Regions from separate parts of the Triticum aestivum genome. Here region 1 is linked to region 2. A link is a contact called in public Hi-C data. All regions are on one chromosome and are shown on one strand. Each heading gives the region's core, a stretch centred on a gene start, on an enhancer-like site or on the middle of the called end of the contact. The rest is flanking DNA. Distances are from core to core; before and after follow the strand shown.

Region 1 (6,023 bases), core at 2,845-5,344, 110 kb after region 2:
TCGAGGCTGAGGACGAGGCGGTGGTGCCAGGCAGGCCAGTGGTAGTACCGTTGTGGAGTCATCGGCGGTACTACCGCTGCGGATCGGTACTGCCGCTTGTGACTCCTCAACAGTACTACCGCTGGGTTGTGCGGTACTACCGCTCACAAAAAGGAGAAGAAATCTCTCCAACGAAGTGGACGAGCTCTGAGGGTGAGAAGCTGATGTGTACGTGTTGATTCCACCCAAGCAATACCCCAGCGGACCCCCTCTTGATAGAACGGTGCCCTCTACGCAACTAGTCCATCGAAAGAGAAACGAAAGAGCTACACCGTCTTGAATGACACTCCGAAGGGAAGAAAACATCTCGTGCCAAGGATGAATCTGTGAACTACTCAAAGCACATGATTAGTCCGCAAACCTGTTGTCATTAATCACCAAAACTACATTGAGAGAGATATGCCTCAACAAGTGGCAATGCCCGGTTTCCTCTGAGGACAAAGTTGTATGTTTCCGCGAGGTCCGTTGTCATCACACCGTACCTTGCTCCATGTGTGTCATGTAGCCACCTCTCAAGAGGCTAATGATCTATCCACTGCTCGAAGGTTTTAATTGACCTCCCAAGCCTTCTCCTAGTACCAGGTGGGTCAAAGCCTGGCAGGTCACATAGCCCAACAGGCTCCTCCTCCACGTCCTGTTGCCAACTGTGTAGCTACTGCTTCAACATGTGCCCTCGCCGCTGCATCTCTTGCAGCTTTCCTATCCCTCACGTGTCTCTGCGTGCACACATTAAGTTCGTCGCATATCAAATTGTACTTCCATAACTCGTTCTGCTTGCAGAGTTTTTTTAACAGATTCATCAGGTTCTTATTTCTAAACCGCGAGAAGAAATTAGCCCCCAGATGGCGCATGCACCAATGGCTCTGCAAGTCCTGCCATGGAACTTGTTCCTCAGGGCCTGGGTTTGTCAGTGTCCTTATCACACTGAGTATACCTGCATGCCTGTCATGAAGGATGCACACATTGGGCTTCTCCTTCACAACTGATATTTTCAACTTTCTGAAGAACCATGTCCAACTTTCAATGTTCTCACTCTCCACAAAAGCAAATGCGAGTGGGACGACTTGATTTTGGCCGTCTTGACCTATGGCTGTCAGGATATGACCCTTGTACTTGCCTGTGAGAAAAGTACCGTCAGCACATATCACCGGTCGGCAATGCCTGAAAGCTTCGATGCATACACCGAAAGAGAAGAAGAGACGATGCAGCACCCTCACAGTTGGGAACTCTGGCATGAACATGTCTTGGATATCGATATAGGTGCCTGGATTCCGCTACTGCAGGGTGTGGAGGAGCTGGACAAGAGAGTCATATGCATCAAAATAAGAACCAAATCTCCTCTCAAGCGCCGCATGCTTAGCCCTCCAAGCCTTGCCATAAGAAATTCTGTACTTGAACCTGGCGAAGACTTTTGTCTGGACTGCCTTCACTTCCATAGCTTTGCCCTGCACCATCTCATCGTAAAACAACCAAGCAATAAGCGTCGATGAAAGGTTGGCATGATCCTGAGGGATGCAGGGAATAAGACAACTGTGATTAACTAAGTCACTTATCACCCAACTTGTGCCATACTTAGAGAGAAAGCCGTGCACCCTGGCAGGACAATCTGTGTTCTTGCATACCATTGTCAGGAATTTCTGACCGAACACCTAAGCTGTGAAAACCCTTTGCGTGGACATTGCCCAGTTAATTATTGCATCCTTCAGGGCTTGCTTGTTCGGATACATAGCACCCGTCGCAATATTGTTCTGGTGATATTGCCAGGCTGAATCATGTCCATCATTCACGGTCATTGCAGATGAAAAGTCATGATTCCACGATGCAGGATTCATGACCTTCTCTGCATTTTCTTCTTCATCTGACTCGTCAGAAGCATTGGCATGACCCCTTTCAATATCGGTGTCTTCTTCTTCCATCTAGTCCTGCATGTGCCCATCTACCTCGTCAGCGTCCACCTCGCCATTGTAATCACCATCGGCATTTCCTCCTTCTACCTGACTACTCTGCTCTGGTTCATAACCATAAGCATTTCCTCCTTCTACCTGACTGCTCTGTCCTTGTTCGTAACCATCATCTCCAGCATTTGACATAGATAACTGCCTCCCTACACTGCTAGGACCAGGATCGTAGCCACCCTCGCCTTCATGTGCAGTGACCTCCTTCATGACGGGAAGCACTAAAGCAACATGATTGCATCCCCTTCGTTCACAGCCTTATAACCACCGCACCCATTCGGAGTCTTGCTCTATCGGCCTCAAATAAAAGTAAATTATTGAACTTGACCGTGTCCACAATGCATGAACACCGACGGTGTGTGTTTCAGTATCAAGACCTAAACTTGCCACAATCCATTCTTTCAACTGACAGACAGACCATGTTTGAGGTGCGCTCATTGGCACATCTATGTGAGTAAATTCACTCAGATCTACTCACATCTCAATTATTTGGACAATATTAGGACCATAGCAAAATCTGAAGTTCACTACATCGGACATCTCGGCTCACCTATTTTTTTTCAACAACGAAATACAAGTATTAAGCAACAACTTAATATACCCCCACTAACAAATATTAGACATGTCTATATATTAGCTAGCTATATATTACAGAATGTTAACGGAGCAACTAATACTACCGGAGCAACTACAAATTTTTACACAACTAATTAATTAACATCTAAATATATTTACGTATACTACCAGAGCAACTAACAATAATCACACACCTAATTTATTTCACATCGAAACATATTAACAAATACTACCGGAGCACCTACGAAAAATAAAATGTTGGTTGAAATATACCCTTGAAGCGTGCGTGCGAACGACGAATGGCGGCCTTCAATCACCGGAATCGGAGCGGGAAATTCCACCAAACTGCCGGAGCTTCACCTCCACCGCCTCCACCACACTGCCCCAACTTCTCCACCACCACCTCCACCACCGCCGCAACAAGCTCCACCAATGAGCTGGAAAAAAACTCCACCTAAATGCTCACCACGACTGCCACGAGCTACCCCATCAGTATATCAAGGTCTCTTTTGGTTTCCCTAACTGAGTAGAATCCATTCACGGTGCCAAATCCGCAAATAACTAGCTCGTTCAGGTGTAGAAATTGGGGGCATTTTGGTGTACAGAGAGGAGAAGGAAAGAACAGAACAAGAACACTCGCGTGGGAGGAGGAAGAAGACGCAGGGAGCCGGCCGTGCCGCGCGAGGTGGGTCCACACCCTGTCGGCCCGTAGCTGGCCGATCGGCCCACGGTAAGCTGACAGGGGCTCACCCCGTGACCGCCGCGCCGACAGCTCCCTCTCTCCCCCCTCGCGACGTGGCCTGCCCAATCCGCGCGCGACACGTCGCAGGCTGGCCAGCTGTCGGCCTGCTACTGGCCGAGTACTCCCAGTCGACTTGCTGTGGGCTGACTAGGCCCAGTCGGCCCGCAGCGGGCCGACGGTGTATTATTTCTGAAATTCTTTTTTTGAGCGTAATATTTGTGCAAATTGATAAAAAAATATTATTTAAAAAAATTATCCATAAAATTTCATCTTAAAATCACATTCTTGGAAGTTGTGATAAAACAATTGATGCTCCAAAAGTGTTATTTTTGAAAGCATTTTGGACTATTGACTTTTTTGACAGGACTTCCACGAATGTCTTTTCAAGATAATTTTATGAGCATGTAAAACTTTTGTCAATGTCTACACCAAAAAAATTAAAAAAATCAAATGTTTTTTGATTTTTTTTCTGATTTTACTATTTATCATGAGCTCAAATGAGCTCGCGAGCAGAAGATGACTTTTGCTATGACTCATGCTAATTTTGCTGAGCCACAAGAGAGAAACAAAACAGGGACTTACGCTAATTGCAGAAAGTATTATAATGGAAGCTAGGTCAACAAATTGGTACAACTTTTAACATTTTGCATATCATTATCGGTTTTGAGCCGTAACAAATAAAAGGGAATTGCTTCATTTCATCCGGATGTAGACACTCCCAAGGCCAGCCGTCTCGTGCATGCGGCACGCGTCCAGTGGGGCCCGCCCATGTGCCCACGGCTCCATCCTTTTCTCTCCTTATCCTTTCACGAGCTCTTCCATCCAGTCCCATTCCTGCTGGTCAACTCATCTTCTCCCCATCACTCTATTCTCTATCCCGTGGATATCTCGTCCGCCATGGAAGGCATCCACGAGGTCCTTCAAGCGATGTGCAAGAGCTGCGAGGGTGGTCCGGGTGTTGCGAGCTCCTTCAAGTGCTGCGAGAGGGGGGGTTGGGGTGCTAGGTGGCGATGCGGCAACGACCAAGAACCACCGTTGTTTGGAAGGCCGCTCGAAGCACGCTGGTGCTACAGGCTAGCCACCCGTCGTCTTTGCCGATGTTACAGAACTAACTCGTCGTTCTCGCGTGAGTTGCTGCAAACCGCCTCAATGATGCAGGATTGCTTCCATGGCGCGAGTGGCCCGGGTTGCTTCCATCGCGCGGCGATGCTGCGACGGTGCCCCAGCTGCTCCAACGATGCTTCGGAGGCACCATCATGTTGCGAGCCAGTGCTTCGACGACCATCGATGTGCTGCGACGGCGCCGCCATGCTACGAGCCGGTGCTGCGACGACGGTCGACATGCTGCCAGAGGATGCTGTGACACCGTCGTGCTGCGAGCCGGTGCTGCGACGGCGTCGCCGTGCTGCGAGCCGGTGCTGTGACGAGTGCTGTGACGTCACCGACGTGCTTCAATCCAGTGTTTCGCCGTCGATGCGCTGCGAGATGATTTCAGAACGGGGAAGAAACGAGGCATGTTTTTGCGTTGACTGGTTGGACGGCTGGAATTGCTTATATGATGATGAATCGGATGGCAGGGAAGACGGCTGTTCTTTTCCATTGTGCATCTGAATGGCGCCGTTAGAGCAATGCAGCGGCACCGTGCGTCCCTCCGCCACCGTTGATGACAATCCTCATCCTTATCCTCTACCAATATGTTTGCCAAGACTTTAAATCCATCCATGTCCCTAATGAGGTGATTTGCGCCATGAGGAAGATGCCATTGTCCTCGAAAACCATCTTCCCTCCGCTGCTTGTTGAAATTCCGACGGCACAGCCGATCATATGAATACCTATCCATGGCATTGGATCCGTGCAGGCATGTCATACATGTCACGCCCCCTTTATTTCATCGCTCCCTCTATGCAACCGGCACCCACCTGTCGTCAGCGATCTTCATCGTTCTCGTGCAGTGGCGGACCCAGAAATTGAAGTTAGCCAGGGCGAACATTGTTGGAAATATAAATCTACTTAATCAAAATTCATGTCATTCAACTACCAAAAACATAAGAAGGTCTTTGAAACAATTAATATGGATTCTTCACTTGATGTCACAATACATGTCCACAATCTCAAGCGAGGCCTACAAAATTATAAATGTATTGGCTCAAGTGTGATAACTACTCCCTCCGTTCCAAAATATAGTGCGTCCTTGGTTCTCGTGTTTCAATTTTGACCATAAATTTAACCAACGAGACCGACTGCGGCAGGACTAAAAATTATAGCAATGAATTCGTATTCAAAAGAAGTTTTTAATTATATAATGTTTGCCTCCGCCGCAGTTGGTCTCGTTAATTAAATTTATAATTAAAGTTGAACATTGAAAAGCGTGAGCGTGCTATATTTTGAAACGGAAGGATTATTGTATACTTTCTACCCCCCCCCCCCCCCCCAAAAAAAATTATTGTATATTTTCATAAGATGGCAGTATACCTCTAACATATAGTTGTACAAAGAACACGAGGTTGTCAAGCTAGATGGCCTCTACGTTTCCGCAAAGTATAAAAATGTGCCATAGTCTGCTTATCACTGATTTTGACAGTAGGAGATCAACCCATTCAGTACTGCTGAGCTGGATGGATGTTCCGTATCCGGCAGCATGCGTTCGATCACTTAGGCCTTAAATGCAATTGTGCAAATGCTACAGGTTAGCCCCATTGCTGCAGCCCAGC
Region 2 (6,188 bases), core at 2,578-5,077:
ATGGACACAAAGAATGCTGGACTTCATTTGGTTCACAATATATAACTTTAGTCTGGATTTATAGACATAATAATGCTGGACTTCATATGGTTCACAACATATATAATTTTAGCCTGGATTTATAGATATAATACTGCAATAAAACTAGTAGTCAGACTTGCTGTTTTGGAGACCGTTGCAATGTCCAGATCGGCGACTTCAGGGAACCGGAGCAGGCACGCCCCCAAATCAGCTTGCTCACAAACATATGCAGCACTGCAGTCCATACAGCTCAACCAAGAACAAATTTATTCTGTATAAATTTGTCTCTGTACATATATACAACAGTTATGATTCAGTACTACTCATCAGTGATTGGTAACTACAATACAACAAAAAGGTAGATTTTGTAAGTATCGTGCTAAGACCCACCCTATTCTCCTCTGAGATTTGCTAGGCGTCTGATCCATGCCAACCTCGAATAAAGCGACGCCGTGCTCAAAGATTGAGATGAAGCCTCGAAATATGTTGGTTTTGGAGTGGACGGACAGCTAAGTGATCTGACTAGCTCTTGTACAGACAGGACCTTGTACTTTGTCGGTGGGGTCGTAGCAATGTTATGTACCTTATGCTCATAGATCTTCCCATTCCTGTCGAGTTTGTAAACGGAGGCACCGTCAAAGCGGGCATGGCCATCCCATGGGACTCTAGGAATGCCGTGGGCAATCCAGCGAATCATAATAAGATTCTCGGCAGGCTGCCATATACTAACTATATCAACCCATAATGCTTTAAAGAAGATACGTCCAGTAAAGCGCAATCCCCAGAATAGACTTCTGTAATTGTCAATGCCCTCGAATTTATTGAAAGGGTTTCTGAAGACGATATCATCTCTGGCAAATAGCAACAAACAGAATTAGGAAAAGACCAATGATAAGACCCAACAGTACAAATCTGTACAAGAAAATGCAACCTTCATGCAATGTACTCTGCATAACATAATAAGTTAATTAGAGTGGAAGACAGATGCAGGCTCAAGTTACTCAACTCATGGGAGCAACTGCAAAGCATTAGAAATACATGCTAAAGTTCAAACAGAGCCAAGATCGAGCAATTAAACATGCAGGTCTAATAGTAACCTCGTCATTCAGATACAAAATATTGTATTTTTCTGTTTCCCTTAGGGGCTAATTTGGTTCTAGTCCTAACACTGCCACACTTTGCCACAAGTTCTTGCCAAACTTGCCTAAGGTTAGTTCAAAAAAATTGGAGCCACAAGTTGGCAAGCCTAAGGGAATCTTGCCACACTTTGTGAGTGGATGTGATTGGAGCTCTAGTGTGGCAAAAAGCATTTTTCCTAAGATGTGGCTGGAACCAAACGCCCAACTAAGTTGGTCAAACTTGCTTAACGTTGCGCATGGCAACCTTAGGCAAACTTAGTCTCAAGCCAAACAGCCCCTAAATTCAGTGAATATTCGAACTTCGAAGGCAGCTTAAAGATGCAAGAAAAGTACTGTATGATTTGGATGTAATTTAAATGGTTAGGGCATGGGCAATGTGCTGAGAATTTTGTTCAGATGAAGTCTGCTACCCATAGAGAGTCTAGCAGAGCAAAATTTGCTACAATGTCTTAGACCCGGCTGTAGGACCCACTAGCTAGCAGAAAGACAATCAGCTCTACCTTTTTCTGAGCACTAGCATATTTATCTCATGAGAGTTTGCAAACTGGCATTGCGCCCATTCAATTCTTTTATTTGCTTAGACTCGGTCCTCAAATTAGAACCGGTTCCTCAAATAATTTAGCTAGCCTCACCCCTTCTAATCTTTACACCCGAGTCCCACATACAAATGATACTCTTAGCAACGGCTCTTTTGCACTATTGCAGGGGATAACCTCATGATCGCAATAATAAAATATAAAGTCTAATGGACAACTGACATACTGATAAGGTTAATGCAAGAAACACTTATGTAAGCAACTGATGTTGGGTCATGTTTATAAATGTTTGGTCCCACTCCCAGTCTGCATCGTAGATTAGACAACACGCTAAACGGATAAGATAAGCTCAAGCAAATGTCATATTGCTTGCATTAATTGATAATTATTAAACAAGATGGCCACAGTATGCTAACAAGAAAGAGACATCATTACATCCCAACCGAACCAGAAAACACATACTATCCAGAATTAGATTGTATTTTTAAGGAGAACAAGCAGGAGAACTGACTGTCTTTGTGTTACGAGGATAAAAGCTCAACAAGTAACAGAAGATAGGGAAAATGGGTGCAGGAACCCTCTATAAAATGCAGAGCAAAACAAAGAAAATGGCCAAAAGGGCAACTACAGCGCTAAGCTATCACCATAGACCGACGATGCTCGACGCAAACAAGAAAGAACCTATTTAAAACTTGATCAGCCTGGTCATCTCTTCCTCCCTCACCATGCACCACTGGTTCTTTTACAAGCTAGGATGTGTTTTTATTACACTAGTTAACTTACTAGTTCCCGATAAAGAAACAAAACAAAACTGCAACAGAAGAAAAAAGAAACAGATAAAATGTAGAGGCTAACCATGTGCATAAGAAAGAAGAAAAGATGGATGCCATCACATTGCGAATCTAGTACAAGAGCCTCACACCACTGGGTCAAGCCTGTCACCCATATACTCTGCTTTCCAGTCCACATTTCAGTTCATTGTACCAATGTCCACTCAGAATCAACACTAGAGGGCTGATGCTACTGCCTCGAACATGAATACCTGAATCTCTTGAGGAATGCATTGGGTAGCTCTACAAGTAAGAGGTCCTACTCACATCCACAAGACAAACCATATCCTAATTAACATTATATAGAGATAAAACCTAAGCTTCATTAGATGGTTTCTGAAATGTGGTTCTTCTGATGCTTGATAGCCCAATAGTAGCTGCGCTGCCCAGGTCATCCATCCCAACTCAAAAAACATCCAACACTAGATGGGTGCGAAGAGTACCAAAAGACTAAGCTAGACTATAATTTCAAGTTAGAAGAGATGCGGTATTGTGAGGCAATCTAGCCATCAACATCGGTCAATGGCAATCAAATAATCCAGAGAGACATCTGCAGCGAAATATGCATGTAGCATGTTCTAATTATGCCAGTCTGACACAGACCAATCCCTTATGAAGTAGCCACAAACAGATAGCGATGCTAATCAATCAATTAGAAGCACTCACCAATTTTACCCCAAATTCACCAGGGTTCCACCTAACAGTTGATCCTTTGTTTTTGTATTTTTTTTAAATAAAAGTTTCTAAAAGGATCTCAAGGTGAAGACAGAGAGAGGCAATGAAACATGGGCACGGACCTGTAGATATCGAAGCTGGGCTCCTTGTAGAAGACGTCGGGTATCTCCTCCCTGAGCGTGCGGATGGCGTAGCCCAGGTTGAGGTAGTACCTGCGCCGCTCCTCCTCGTCGTTGTCCCGGCGCGTGGTCGCCGCCGGCGACTCCGAGGCCGGCGTCATCGGCACGGAGAAGAGCGGCGGCGGGGCCGGCACCGGCAGCCTCCCGTCCCGCACGGGGTCCGTGACCCTGATCACCCGCCCCCGCCCCGTCCCCGTCCCGGCCTCCTCCTGCTTCACGCGGCCCCCGGCCCTGGCCGCCGCCACGACCCTCGCCCCCCTCCTCCGCACGACGCCGTGCGCGGGCGGCCGGGCCGCCGCGAGGTCCGGGAGGTGCAGGAGGTTGGCCATGCGAGCCTGGATTCGGAGCTCCTCTGCTTAGGTTTTGGTGGGATGAGGAGAGGGAGAGGAGTGTGTGAACTGCGTGAGAGAGGGGCGGAGCGGAGCGGAGGAGAGAAGGGTCATTTCATTTGACTTGGGTATTTGTTGGGTCCGTTTCCAGTTCGGTTTTGGATATTCCGCGGCGGCGAGCGTGGCGTCGGATGGCGCGCTCGTTTCGCCCGCTGCGTGTCTCTATTCTGAGGACGACGCGTAGCCGAATATCTCCCGAGTCTCTTTCTTTTTGTCTTCTTGCAAAAATATCTGCCGAGTCGGGGACGGCTTGTGCATCTGCTTGCTGCCGGTGTCTCTGTCTGCGGGCATTTCTGATGATGAACAACAGGCTACAGGTCCGGTTTTGTCTCTCTCAGAATATTATCCTCCAACTGAAAACAACATGTTTTACGAATACTCGCTTCGCGATCTCTGATCATAAACAACTTTGACCATTTTGTGCGTCTACGTGAATATGCAAATGTTATGAAACAAGCTATGGTTAATTTGCAGTATCCTCTCGCGAGGCGATTAGGATGAAGTCTTCCTTGCTTTGAAATTAGGTTATTATAAAGATGGAATTCGGATTTACCGGAAAGCATGTGGTAAATCATAGACTCGTCAAGATGGGTGTCGGCGTTCTGGGAACGGGGGTTCCCAAATTTGCCTGCCTGCGACCCGCAGCGTGACTCCACCAGCGACCCCATACGGCCCATTTTTTTCAACAAACACTCAAGACCCTCGCGAGAGGCCAAACCTCACGTGGACGACGCAAGACCTCCTCATGAGCGGCCTCATCAGACTGTCTCGTGAGGGCAGAGAGATCAAGACAAGAGACACCTCGCGAGGTTTCTGTGACGCAAGCCATGATGACTGGAACCAGGCGGGCGTCAGCGCGCGCAGCGTCCTCGTTTTCTCTTTGATGCTAAAGGGGCAAGCGCAGACGAGGAGTCCCGAGGCATCAGGAAAAGGTTTTCATATCGGTGTCTCTGTTTGCGGGCATTTCTGATGATGAACAGCAGGCTACAGGTCCGGTTTTGTCTCTCTCAGAATATTATCCTCCAACTGAAAACAACATGTTTTGCGAATACTCGCTTCACGATCTCTGATCATAAACAACTTTGACCATTCTGTGTGTCTACGTGAATATGCAAATGTTATGAAACAAGCTATGGTTAATTTGCAGTACCCTCTCGCGAGGCGATTAGGATGAAGCCGTCCTTCCTTTGAAATTAGGTTATTATAAAGGTGGAATTCGGATTTACCGGAAAGCATGTGGTAAATCGTTGACTGGTCAAGATGGGATTTGCCCCTTCGGTGATGGGGGTGGTGTTTCTTAGGCCCTCTAAGTGTTTAGTTTTTTTGGAAACACATGGGCATTTTTATGATTAAGGTGTTAATCATTTTGTGGAGTGCTATACATGACAAAGAGAAGGGGGTTGACCTGGAAACAAGGATGATAACCTCGCCTTGAGCTTGACATATATAAGGGATAATTAATTTGGTGCCTTTAGTTGTGTCCCCCTCGGCAGGTTTGCCCCTAGTTTCCGAAAACCCTCGTTCTTGCCCAACTCACTTTGGTTTCTTTGTACTTTTGCCCCCCGTCACGGTTTCGTCCAGTCAGCGCCGTTTGACCGCTACCAGCGCTAGATTTAGGACACGGCTTGCCCCCCGTGCTCACTCGCTTGTTCCCCACCTCACTCTTTCGTTCCCCATTCCTCCCGTCACTCTCTCTCCCTGTCCAAACCCTAGTTCGTCGGCGCCTCAACACCAGATCCAGAAACCCTAGGGGCACCACCACCAGAACGTCGTCTGCAGTACCAGCACATCCATCTCCAGGCGATGGGGGAGAATGGAGAAACCCTATGCGGCGGCGGCCGCCGCCACAAGAAGGGAATCGCATCGGCGCGGGAGGGCGATGGTTGCGCGCACAGCCACGGCGGCAGTGGTGTCGTCGACGGCGACAAAAGCTCGCCATCGGTTAAGGGGAGCGTTGAAGGCGGTTGTGGTAGCAGTCAGGGGCGACAAGGGCAAGGGCACCGCATCTGCACGGGAGATCCCGACGGGGTAAGTCTCAGATCTGCTTTTCCTTAGTATCGTAGGCTTGATTCAGAGAAGATTTAGTCATGGTAGATGTTGTGTTCATTATTGTAGGATGGATCCAGATGTTGCATTCTTTCTGTCTGTTAGAATGGAGACCACAGTCATAGTCTCTGCTGGTACCAGAGGAAAAGAAAGCAGCTTCACATTTCCATTAGTTGCGGACAGCAGTAGTAGTTCGTTTAATGATTTTAGGGCTAATATTTGTGCAAAGTATCCATGGGGATTGTTTGATCCTGTTGAAATAAGATATTGGGACAGTTCACAGGAGAGTTGGAACCCTTTACAGTGTGATAATGCGTTAGGTTTGATGTTTGCAAGAAATGCAGAGACAAGGTCATGCAATTTGGAAATTACA

What was found. A called contact is a pair of places that touch in the nucleus more often than the background predicts.
Region 1: a contact with region 2 is called in a Hi-C map of leaf, with 4 times the contacts expected there. The contact joins the enhancer-like site here to the promoter of LOC123060727 in region 2. A contact is called at or near these places in 5 of 5 Hi-C or Micro-C datasets (leaf, root and an unstated tissue) and 1 of 1 datasets of contacts at active chromatin or transcription factors (leaf).

Annotation. Positions count from the first base shown.
Region 1 is chr3A:142,512,302-142,518,324 of IWGSC CS RefSeq v2.1, forward strand. No RefSeq gene overlaps it. Among protein-coding and RNA genes, the nearest start is that of LOC123060728, 8.1 kb to the right of the region's middle. Within about 2 kb of position 4,095, at least 2 of the 8 cell types and tissues checked have an H3K27ac peak or open chromatin away from gene starts, as enhancers often do.
Region 2 is chr3A:142,401,222-142,407,409 of IWGSC CS RefSeq v2.1, forward strand. LOC123060727 reads right to left here and starts at 3,828. Exons shown (of 3, transcript XM_044483557.1): 1 at 3,324-3,828; 2 at 412-872; 3 at 266-308. The coding sequence starts at 3,709. The coding sequence ends at 413.